Linked DNA regions of Gossypium hirsutum: all the other regions are linked to region 1. A link is a contact called in public Hi-C data. All regions are on one chromosome and are shown on one strand. Each heading gives the region's core, a stretch centred on a gene start, on an enhancer-like site or on the middle of the called end of the contact. The rest is flanking DNA. Distances are from core to core; before and after follow the strand shown. Region 1 holds the start of LOC107918167. Region 2 holds the start of LOC107960314 (SEC12-like protein 1). Region 3 holds the start of LOC107918144 (40S ribosomal protein S15a-1). Region 4 holds the start of LOC107960317 (phosphatidylinositol-3-phosphatase myotubularin-1).

Region 1 (2,739 bases), core at 116-2,615:
GCGTACATTGCAGGCGACTCAAGACGAAACACGTGTCCAACAGGCCATCTTAGGAATGATGGAGTTGAGACAAAACAATGGGGTCAAGTTGCAAGTTGTGATAGTATAAATACATGGATGCTTCAATTGATGAGATACGAGACAATATTACTCAATAGGGTATAAACTATTAATTTAGTTAGATAGAAGAAGAAAAAATATGATTAATATTTTCCTCAAATAAATATATAATATTTGTAAAAGTATATTGATTGACCCGAATCAAGAAAAAAACAATTAAATACTATTTTTAATTATAAAATCTTAAAAGCATTACAGTACAAAAGGAAAAAAAATCAAAATTTGAGAAAAATCTGAAATAACATGATCATGATTAAGAAAATTTTACACAGTACATGAAAATTTATTTGAGAATTATGACACCATAAAGAAGTTTTATTAGATAAAAGAAAAATGAAGTAATTAACAAGAAATATTATTTTAATTATTTCCTATCAATTTTCTTTTTTGTTTTAATGTAGGAGTTGAAATAAATAAAAAAATGTTCCAATGAAAAAGCACATTCTCATCATATCTAAATTATTCACAAAACACTTATCTCTGTCAACCTTATCATGAAACTTTGTAATAAATAAATTAAATCAAAAACCTTATCATCAAACCTTTTAATAATTTAATTAAATCAAAAGTCAAATGAGTACTATTTTTATTAAAATTAATTATATGATTCTTATTTAATTAAAGGTATATTTAATTTTATGGTATATAATTAGGAGATTAAAATCAAACATTTTTAATAAAAAATTGAAAAACTATTCATTGCACTAAATAGGTTTTCAATTTTTTAATTAATCATATATCATTATTCAACCTGGAAAAATTTTAAGGGTATAATAAAAAAATATAAAAGACTTTAAATTTTAATTTTAAGTTATAATTGTTATTTTTATTATTTATTTTAGTTTTTTTAGGTAAAAGACTAAAGAGAAAACAGAAACTTACATACCATATCAAATAATATTATTTTAAAGTTTTAATTCTTCTATATAAAAATTCATGAAAAAAAGTAATGCATTAAATGCAAATATTCTAAAAAAATAATAAATTTTAAAAAATAAAAACAGAAAGTAGTAAAAGTAATAACTAAACAAAAAGCTACAAAAAAAGTCAAATTTGGCAAGTTATAAAGCTTTTCTGTAAAGTACTTTTAACTCTAACGAAATTTCCACCATATAATGGAGTAAAAGTGAGAAAACGTGTAAATCGTGGGGACTTTTTAATAAATATAAAACAGTAAAAGGACTATTAAGAAACGAACAATTATAAGCTTTTAATGTTCACTCGGGTTTGTTCCCTTTTTTTTTTGTTTTTAAAATATAAAATAAATAATAATTAAAAAAACAATTGAAAGTAAAGCATACATTGCCCATAGCCTTCACTGCACCTTCCTCGCTACAGCGTCTCCATCTTTTCTTAAATTTCTCTTCATTTCCCATTTTTTGCCCTTTTTTTTTCCCTTTTATTTCCCCCCTTTTCGCAGCTTCTGAAACTGAGTGTTGTTTTTTCCACTTCATGTGATCGGTAAGTGCTTTTTTCAACATTTTTACTTAATTTTTTTGGCTTTTTTTGTTGGATTTTCTTTCTGAGTTTGGGGTTTTATTCTGTTTGGAAATCAGGGTTTCCTGTGTTTTGGGTGGTTGAAATCTGTGGGTATGTTCTTTGTTTAGCATGGTTGATTTTGAATTTCATTTTAGCTTTTATAAGACCCTTTGTGTGGTATTATGTTGATGGTAATTTCATAGTTCAATTGAGTTATTAATTTATCAAAACAAATTCAATTTTGATTTGAAAAGTGTTACTTTTTAGGTTAATCACAAGCGATTGAACCATTAAAAGATAATTTGTGATTTATCAATTTCTAGGTTGGTGATTTAGTTTGATTAGTTTTTAATTTAATTGCTTGATCTTAAATTGGTTTTGGAATTTAAATTGAAAAGAATCTGTGAAACAAAATGCTGAATTTCTTGGCTTGTTTTTTAAAAGATTTTGTTATTGAATTGTTTTTCTTGTAGATCCATTTTTGGGACTAAAAGATGGTAACAGAATCTTGGTTTCGTAATCTTTGGAAAATTCCGCGGAGGCAAGATGGAATCTCTGAGAAGGTTGAGATCGGAGTGTTAGCATTCGAAGTTGCGAGCTTGATGTCTAAGCTTGTGCATTTATGGCAGTGTTTGAGTGATAAGCAGGTTTTTAGGTTGAGAGAGGAAATCACGAATTCTGTCGGGATTAAAAAGTTAGTGTCCGAAGATGAAGAATACATTGGGCGCCTGATATGTGCAGAAATGGTCGAAAATGTTACCCACGTGGCGAAGTCTGTGGCTAGGCTTGTGAAGAAATGCAATGATCCAGGGTTGAAGAGTTTTGAACTTGCCTTCACTGAGTTGATCCATAATGGTGTCGACCCTTACGGCTGGATATTTTCGTTGAAGAAGATGGAAAGGAAAGTGAAGAAGATGGAACGTTTCATTTCAGTGAATGCAACTTTGTATCAAGAGATGGAATTGCTTGCAGATCTCGAGCAAACACTAAAAAGGATGAAAAGTGGTGATTCAGCGCAGGAGAGTTGGCTTGAATTTCATAAGAAGGTTATGTTGAAGCAGCATGAAGTTAAGAGCCTACGGGCGAGCTCTCTTTGGAATAAGACTTATGATTATACGATTCGTCTTTTAGCAAGATCGA
Region 2 (2,739 bases), core at 155-2,654, 430 kb after region 1:
CACCTGTTTTATGTATTGAGTATAATTATATATGTTATTTGGACCTCAAATCAACTCATATAAGTTATCTAACCTAATAATTAATTTTCTATTCCCAAAATATTATTTAACTAATTGATTAAAATAAATTTAATTAATTCACTCAATTATACTTCTAATAAAAGTCATGATGACTTTACCGTAAAAAAAATTAATTAAACCCTTAAAACTTTTTTTTTTGTACTTTTAACTATCAGTCTTGATTTTGCTCTAATGTTTTCTCACCCAACCAAAACTTACAATCGTATTGAGGGAGGATGTGGAAATACATTTGGACTACAACCAATGGAAAATTGTACTATTTCATTACCATTTTAGTCAATTGATGTGATAGGTGATCATCTTAATATTCTGTTTACATTATTGGAGCATGCTTTGTTCAAACCCGATAAAATTTTCGTACTTGCACTTACTCAATAATGTCAATTTTATTTTCTTCGTTTAACAAATTATAAATTAATCTTGTTATCAAATGTCGAATAGAAAATTATTATTTATCTAATTTTCAATTTGATGTCTAAGATTTTACTTTTTTTTTAAGGTTTAACATTTTATTTAATATTCAAATTTGTCATCATATTTAATATGGTATTAATGTCTTTTAATCCTTTTTGTGATACTTGTATTTGATAAAAAAATTATACATTTCGATATGTGAAGGTAATTATATTAATTTTTTAGTGTTTAATTTATATTTTAAAGATGATAAAAATTTATAATTATTAATAATATTAGTAATTAACTTTTATTAAATCAACCTAAAATCCCTCTAAAAAAATCACTACTATTAGAATGCATTTAACAAAAAAAAACAAATATAAATTAAATGAATTCACAATTAACACTAAATCTATTCTATTAACAAAATAATAAAAATTCAAATATAACACTATTAGCCATTAACTTTTATAAAATTAATTTTAAAACTAAAATTGAATACCAAAATGTAAATTTTTTATGAAATACATATACCACAATAAAAAAAATGTCAAATTATATATCAAACCTTATTTTTATAATTAAATTTAATAAATATAACCCGTAAAAGTTGTTTAAAAAAATATTTTTCTAAAATCAGACCAACTATTAAATTAATAAAAAGTATGTTTATTGATTTAATTGATTTGATTGATTATTCTAATTTAAATAAATAAATATTTAAAAATTGATAATAATAAAAAAACAGAGAAAACCAACCTTGTTTAAAAAAAGAAAAGAAAAAAAGAAAACATTGTTCACCAATTGGGCAGAATCATATGGGATGATTCGCATATCCAAAACCAAAATCTCAAAACGGAGTTGACTTTTGTTTATGTTGGTAAAACAGGCGAGGCGGTGCTTCCAAAATACCCTTCTGTGGGATCCACCCCCCAAAATCCACAACCAGACACGCTTTGTTAGCCTTGTGCCTCTCTCGCTTTGTCCTGCTCCCACCCTACTATATTTTCTTTCCCAAAGACTCCTACTTTTTATAGATTTCTTCTTCAACCGTTCCAAAACCCAGCAAAATTCTAAATATCTAAAACTAAAAATATCTTTCATTTCAATCATCTCTTACTTCTTCAATGGAAGGTGAAGCAGGTGGGTCCGTCTCGTGTGGGTCATGGATCCGTCGCCCCGAAAACGTCAATTGGGTTGTCTTGGCCCGGATAATGACCCGACCCACTTCTTCTTCTTCTTCAGTTATTGAGATTTTCTCTTTTGATCCCAACACCACTTCTCTCTCTTCATCTCCATTGGTAAGTTATCAAAAAATAAAAAAGTTTGCTTTTTCTTTTTTAAATTATGGAATTGGGGTTTCCATTTTTGGCTTTCGGGAAGTAGGGTTTTTATTCTTTTAAGCAAACGAGGTTGTCGTTTTCAGGGTTTTTTTGGATGACTGTGGCAATTCTCCCTCCAATTTTAAAGGGGAGATGGTTATTTATTTATTTATTTATTATTATTATTAAATTTATTTTAGTTGAAGAAACAAGTTTCATGGGTTTTTCTTGTTTTCTTCATTGTAGAAGAAAATTTACTTTCATACTTCATTGTTGTATAATTTTCTAGGCTAAAATAACTTTATTGTTGCACCAAATTAGTGCTTGACTTTTAATTTTATACCTTGAAGATAAATTATTTTGATACAATAAAGCTATACCCTTACTTGAGAAAAGTGGAATAGTTTAGAGTTCTTTTATATTTTTTCTAAAAAGGGAAGCATTGTTTTTGTATAACTACAATAAGGGTCATTGTCTGGTTTATGTTATTTGATTTATTTTTTTATATTAGTTAGTTGGACTTGATGTTTATATATTTACATTTGTAATATTAGGCTAGGCATGAGCTTGAAGAAAGTGATGGTGATCCAATAACCATTGCAGTGCACCCAAGTGGAGATTGTTTTGTTTGCTCTACCACTAATGGAGGCTGCAAGTAAGTTTTTTCTTTTCTTTTTATTTCACTGGTTTTTTTACTTGTTTATTGCCATAGCTCAAAAACTTGCGAGTAGTCAATTTTTGTAAGTATTAATTAATATTACTACAAAATGCTTCTTGATGAATATTAGGATGCTGTTTTATTGAAGTTATAAGAAATTTTGTTTAATCTGTTTATGAGATTGAAATCATGTCTGAGGTTGGGCAAGTTGTGTATGAGAATTTGCTGATTAAGTCTGTGACTAGTGGTTTTGTTGTATGTTTTGGCCTTTTGGGGAACTTC
Region 3 (2,739 bases), core at 93-2,592, 380 kb before region 1:
TTAAATTTTATAAAAGAAAAAATTGAACTTATCAACATCCAACACATGCCCGCATCTACACTCACACCTATACCCGTGTACTGTAAATTACAACTTGAATGAAGGATAAAAGGTAGAGATCATATAGAAACTTACCATGTTTCTGCATGACCAAAAGGAACTTAATGATCACCTTCGAGGACGGTCGGATCATGACCTGTCGTTTGCCCCTCTTCTCTGCATTGTACATGCTCTTGAGTGCATCATTCAAAACGCTCACCCTCACCATTCTTCCAAATACAAGCTGCTGCTGCAGATTTTTACATGAAATATGTAACAATGAAGCATTCATCTATATAATATTCAATTTTACATCCTTTTTATGATGAAATTAAGATCCAACAATCTACACGCATAAATCAAATTCGAAATGTAGAAAGTGAAGAATTCAGTTTCAACCAAAACCCTGGTTTTCTTTTTCTATTAAAAATGAGCAACCATCTATATCATATTCAAATCAAAATTTTTTTTTCTGATGAAAATATAGTCCAACAATCTACATAGGCTATTCGAAACATGGAAAGTGAAGAATTCAGTTACAACCAACACCCATATTCACTTTTTCTAGTAACAAGTATGCATCACTCTAGATAGTACTCAAATCCAAATCTTTTTTATGATGAAACTAAAGTCCAACAGTCTTTACAGACGATTCAAATCCGAAACGTAGAAACTAAAGAATTAGGTTTCAACAATCTACAAAGGTGATTCAAATTCGAAACGTAGAAAATGACGACTTCGGTTTCAAACAAAACCCAGATTTTCTATTGCTAGCTAGCATATAGGCACGCAGAAGGGTGGGAAATGTTAAAAGCACTCATTTAAGAAAACCAAACACTAAGAGTTCTTTCTTAACTTTCCTATAAGCCTAAAGAAAACCATTTCAGTTTTGCTTTTGAAAATGGAATATAAGATCAGTAACAAAAATTTAACAATATAAAAAGCATGTGCATAAAGATCTACGAACGGTGAATAGAAAAAACAAAACGACAAAGAAAAAAGAGAGGAGCGTCTAGCATACCTGAAAACCACAAAAAAGAAATAGCAGCTGCGTCAAAGTTGCTTGAGGAGAGTGAAGAGGGACAAATAATTAGGGTTTTTGCCTTTTAAAGGGGCGGGTGCAACATAGTAAGACTTTTAGGGCTTAGGGTTTTATGCGGGCCTTCTGGAATCATCAGAACAAATTATACGAAAGCCTCACCCAGTTAAGCTGTTTGGGCCTAAAATAAAGCATCGATTCAACTCTTATCAGATTTAAACAAAGTAAAATGTCAATCACGCCTTCGGCTTTGTGGGTTATGTTTAAAGTTATTATAATTTGAGTCGTCTTTTTTATAAAAAAAAAATTGATACAAATTACAAATGAAAAAATAAGACGATAATCATAGAATTTAAACCCTATTTTTTGAAATCTTAATAAGAGATTTAATCATTGCGGTTTATAACGTTTGGGTTTTTTTTCTAGATTTAGTATATAATATTTTTCTCTTATTTTTAAAGATAAATTCATTCAATGAATGAAATCATATAATTTAAAAAAATAAATAACAAATATTCATCGTAGATGATGAATGACAAGTTCCATTAACACAACAAAGGTTTTAGCCACAGCATCAATAAAATATTATGACATGTTGATAAATGACTTTATCACAACTCAAGCACAACGTATCTTAAATGATTACAAGCACTTAATACGATATGGAAATCAACTCTAGATAGTCCAAAGCAACGAGCAAAATTCAACAAAATAATCAAGCATTCACCAAACTAGAGAGGACGACAACAAAATCATTCCTAAAATCATTTGTGAAATTAAGATTACATGTATAAACAAGACGAAAAAATGTATTACAGGAGCAGACAAAAACTTCAAAAACTGAAGACTTATTAAACAAGGGAAAAACAAACAAAAAAACATATAAAACTTAAAACAACACAGGTCCAAATCGACACGTGAAATTATTTATTAGTCTAAAATATTCTCAAAAAAGAAAAAAAAATGATAAGTTGACGAAAAACCACCCACTTTTCAAGAAAAACTATTGGTGGCCGGTGGAGTTTTAACGAACGACAAGCACTGTCATCTAATCATCACAACTTATAAAAGACAACAAAAATACTCACAAAATAGATCTGCAAATTAAAAAGAGAGAAAACATAAACAGTGAATGAGAAGAAAAAAGAAACAAATGGCTTAGAGAAAAAAAATTAGGAATTTTTAGTTATTACCAATTAACTTTTTAAAACTATATCCCTTGAAGGTGTACTTGCAAAATTTTAGTATGTCATGATTGAATTAGTGATAAATGGATGCTCACTTGTAAAATTCAATTCACCCGAGTTGAAGCTTCCGAAAAAAGTGATAACCTTTATTTGGACAGTGTGGGTCTATGGACGTGAATACCTTCTAATTATAAGAATCCATATCTAACTCAATATTAAATAAGTGAAATTAATACTAACTGAAAATATGAACTTTTCAATGAAAAAGAAGGCTTCAAATTCCAAGTTTCATCAAGGGACTGACTTGCAACATTCATAAAATGAACTCATCATTTACTAAGGGGCTATATGGTTTGTAAATTTACTTCAAAAAGAAAGAGAGTCAATAACTACAAAACACCATACAAATGCATCAAAGATACACCATTTAACTTACTCCTAACCATGTAAATCCCATTTTTACATTTACCCAAC
Region 4 (2,739 bases), core at 149-2,648, 360 kb after region 1:
CACTAGCAGATAAATAAAATATTATATAAGAAATATATAATATTAACATTAGCATGCAACCTGCTCATCTATTTTAAATTTAACATCAAAATCAAATAAACCACCCATTTAAGATTTCTTTTAAGGCTGTGGTTTAAACTATTTTATTTTAAAAAATTATAAATCATCAAATATAAATAATTTAATACATTTATTTTTTTAAATGAATTTTTACTCCTTTCTCAATTAAATGTAATGGTGTCTCAGTGTTAACTCAATTAAAAATTTTATATTAATTTATATTATTAGTCTTTGTATGACAAGTAAGTTATAGATTTAGATTATATACTTCAATTCTTGTCGTATTACTAACATCATGCTATGTTGGCTTTTCTGTTTTCACATATTAAGAGATTTAATACTTGTCACTTGTCATTTACATAAATACTAAATTTTAAAATTTGAAAAGTATTAGTCACTATATTATGCGTAAGTTGTGAATTTAGTCTATGTACTTTACTTTGTTTATTTTTCATTCTTATACTTTAAAAAAATTAAAATTTTAGTTCTAACTAAATAGTAGTTATTAAATTAATCAAGTTATGCTATTTCCAAATTTTGATACTGCAGATATATTGCCACTTGTGTAATACCATATTAATTTACTATTTACACATATTATTTACTCAAAAACTAGTTAATAGATTTAACAACTACTATTTTGCAATAAGATTATAATTTCAAATTTTGAAAAATAGAATTAAGAGTAATCTAGTTAGAAAGCATTGACTAAATCTATAACTTTACACATAATATGAGACAAATAACATAATTAATCAAACAAATTTAACTATAATCCTTTAATAAAACTAAAATTCCAAAATTTAAAAAGTGCAAAATTAAAATTAACTAATTTGAATAATACAAATAATAAAACTGATCAAAACTTTACTAATTGTAAATGAATTAATATCATCCAAACTTTATAAATAAATAGTTTAGTCAATCGTTTGTTCCTTTAAGATTTAATGTGGTTTAAATGGGCAAGGCGGTACAGTACAATATATTTAATTTATTTTTATCTTATATTACAATATTTAATCTTATCATTACCGTTATTTTTACACTATCCGCAGATTAACTTACAAATCCAAACTCATAATTAGAAAAGTAAAATAATAAATTTATAAATTATGCATGTTAACATTTATAGGTATGGATCATGTAATTAATTTTTAGAAAAAGAAAACTATTTAATTAAGAAAACCAATATATAAGTTGATATGAATGTCATAATTTTCAAAATTCGGTTAAACTGATAGATTAGATTAAAATTTTATTTGAATTAAAGGTTGAATTATTTTTTAATATTTTATTTTAATAAATTATTGAATTGAATGGAATGATCGGTTCTGTCACCCGCAAAAACAAGGTTAGATGTAAAATTGAGTCCTACATAAATGGTTTGTTGGATCGAAATTGAATGATGAAATCATCAAACTAACCCATCACGCATTTGTTGTTTATGTGGCGATGCCGAAAAGCCGAAAACTTAACCCTCCCTTTGCCGCACGTCTCTTTCCTCTACTTTCTCTCCCCAATATCATTCCTTTCAATCACTTCTTTACTTTTTAATTTTCATTTTTCCCCCTTAAAAAAAGCGCTGAAAATTGAACTCAATAATCACCGGCTATGGCTGCATCGAGGCCGTCCCGATCGGTCTCCGCCAGAGACATTTCTATCGGTTGCGAAAGGTTGGACGGTGCTGGTAGTTGGGACACCCTTGAATGGACCAAAATTGAGGTTTTCTTTTTCTTTTTGGAAAATTCATGTTTCCAATTGTAGGGTTTTCTTTTTAAGGCTTGATTAGTTGATCGATTTCAATTGCAGCCAGTTACGAGGTCGGTTTCACATGCCAATTTCGAGTTTTTGCTTGAAGCTGAGCGAGTTCTAGATGAGGTAATTAAGGATCATTTGTTTTGTTTTAAATTCCTTGAATTAAGTGGGCGCGCAATTTGAATTATTGGTGCAGGCATTTTGTAACAAATAATTTAGATCACAAATTATTATTTCAACTGAAACGAGAAATTCAGTGATTTTTAATTTATTTTTTTTAAAATAAATAATTTTATTGTTATAAAAAGGATAGCGTAAGTAATGCCATTTTTATAGCATAAGTAATGCCATTTTTAATTTACTTCTTTTTTCCAGGGCCATGGTGTTGTTCTTGTTAATACCGATGAGGCTGGAACCTTGTTTGTTACCAACTTTCGTCTTCTCTTTCTCGTGAGTCATTTACCTTATGAAATTTAGTATTTGGTAAATTGTTGCCATCTAGCATTTTGGCAACATATGACAGCATCATGTTAGCATATTGGGTGAGTGAAAGGATACTGGGTTGCAGAATGGATATATATTTGTATATTTTGAACTTGAAATAGATTACATTTACATGTAAGATTATAGAAAATTAGCTCTAATTCTAAGCACCTAACAACTTACACAGTTACTTGATATCTAATAATGTAGTTCAATCTCTGGTTTTTTTTTTTTAAGTAAATAGGTTGAATGCTCCAATTTAATCCATGTCTAATTATCATGCTTTAACTTTTGTTTTAGGTTGATCTCACCCAATTACTCTTAATTCGGAAATTATAGGTTTTTGCTTACTGTATGATTTGATATTGGTATCGGTACAGAAATCGTTGATCTCACAATCTAATATGCTTAATTATTTCTTTATGAGATGTCTTGTTTTGT

The links. Hi-C and Micro-C count contacts between places; a contact is called where the count stands out from the background.
Region 2: a contact with region 1 is called in a Hi-C map of leaf, with 2.5 times the contacts expected there. The contact joins the promoter of LOC107960314 here to the promoter of LOC107918167 in region 1. A contact is called at or near these places in 2 of 34 Hi-C or Micro-C datasets (both in leaf).
Region 3: a Hi-C map of leaf shows a contact between it and region 1, with 2.7 times the contacts expected there. The contact joins the promoter of LOC107918144 here to the promoter of LOC107918167 in region 1. A contact is called at or near these places in 7 of 34 Hi-C or Micro-C datasets (callus and leaf).
Region 4: a Hi-C map of leaf shows a contact between it and region 1, with 4 times the contacts expected there. The contact joins the promoter of LOC107960317 here to the promoter of LOC107918167 in region 1. A contact is called at or near these places in 9 of 34 Hi-C or Micro-C datasets (anther, callus, cotyledon and 2 more).

Annotation. Positions count from the first base shown.
Region 1 is chrA01:43,243,880-43,246,618 of Gossypium_hirsutum_v2.1, forward strand. It overlaps LOC107918167, which reads left to right and starts at 1,366. Exons shown (of 2, transcript XM_041111199.1): 1 at 1,366-1,581; 2 at 2,073-2,739. The coding sequence starts at 2,094.
Region 2 is chrA01:43,677,685-43,680,423 of Gossypium_hirsutum_v2.1, forward strand. It overlaps LOC107960314 (SEC12-like protein 1), which reads left to right and starts at 1,405. Exons shown (of 10, transcript XM_016896634.2): 1 at 1,405-1,778; 2 at 2,354-2,454. The coding sequence starts at 1,605.
Region 3 is chrA01:42,861,182-42,863,920 of Gossypium_hirsutum_v2.1, forward strand. It overlaps LOC107918144 (40S ribosomal protein S15a-1), which reads right to left and starts at 1,343. Exons shown (of 4, transcript XM_016847675.2): 1 at 1,061-1,343; 2 at 136-289. The coding sequence starts at 268. It overlaps LOC107918143, which reads right to left. Exons shown (of 5, transcript XM_016847674.2): 5 at 2,698-2,739.
Region 4 is chrA01:43,607,017-43,609,755 of Gossypium_hirsutum_v2.1, forward strand. It overlaps LOC107960317 (phosphatidylinositol-3-phosphatase myotubularin-1), which reads left to right and starts at 1,399. Exons shown (of 19, transcript XM_016896636.2): 1 at 1,399-1,782; 2 at 1,870-1,938; 3 at 2,191-2,265. The coding sequence starts at 1,672.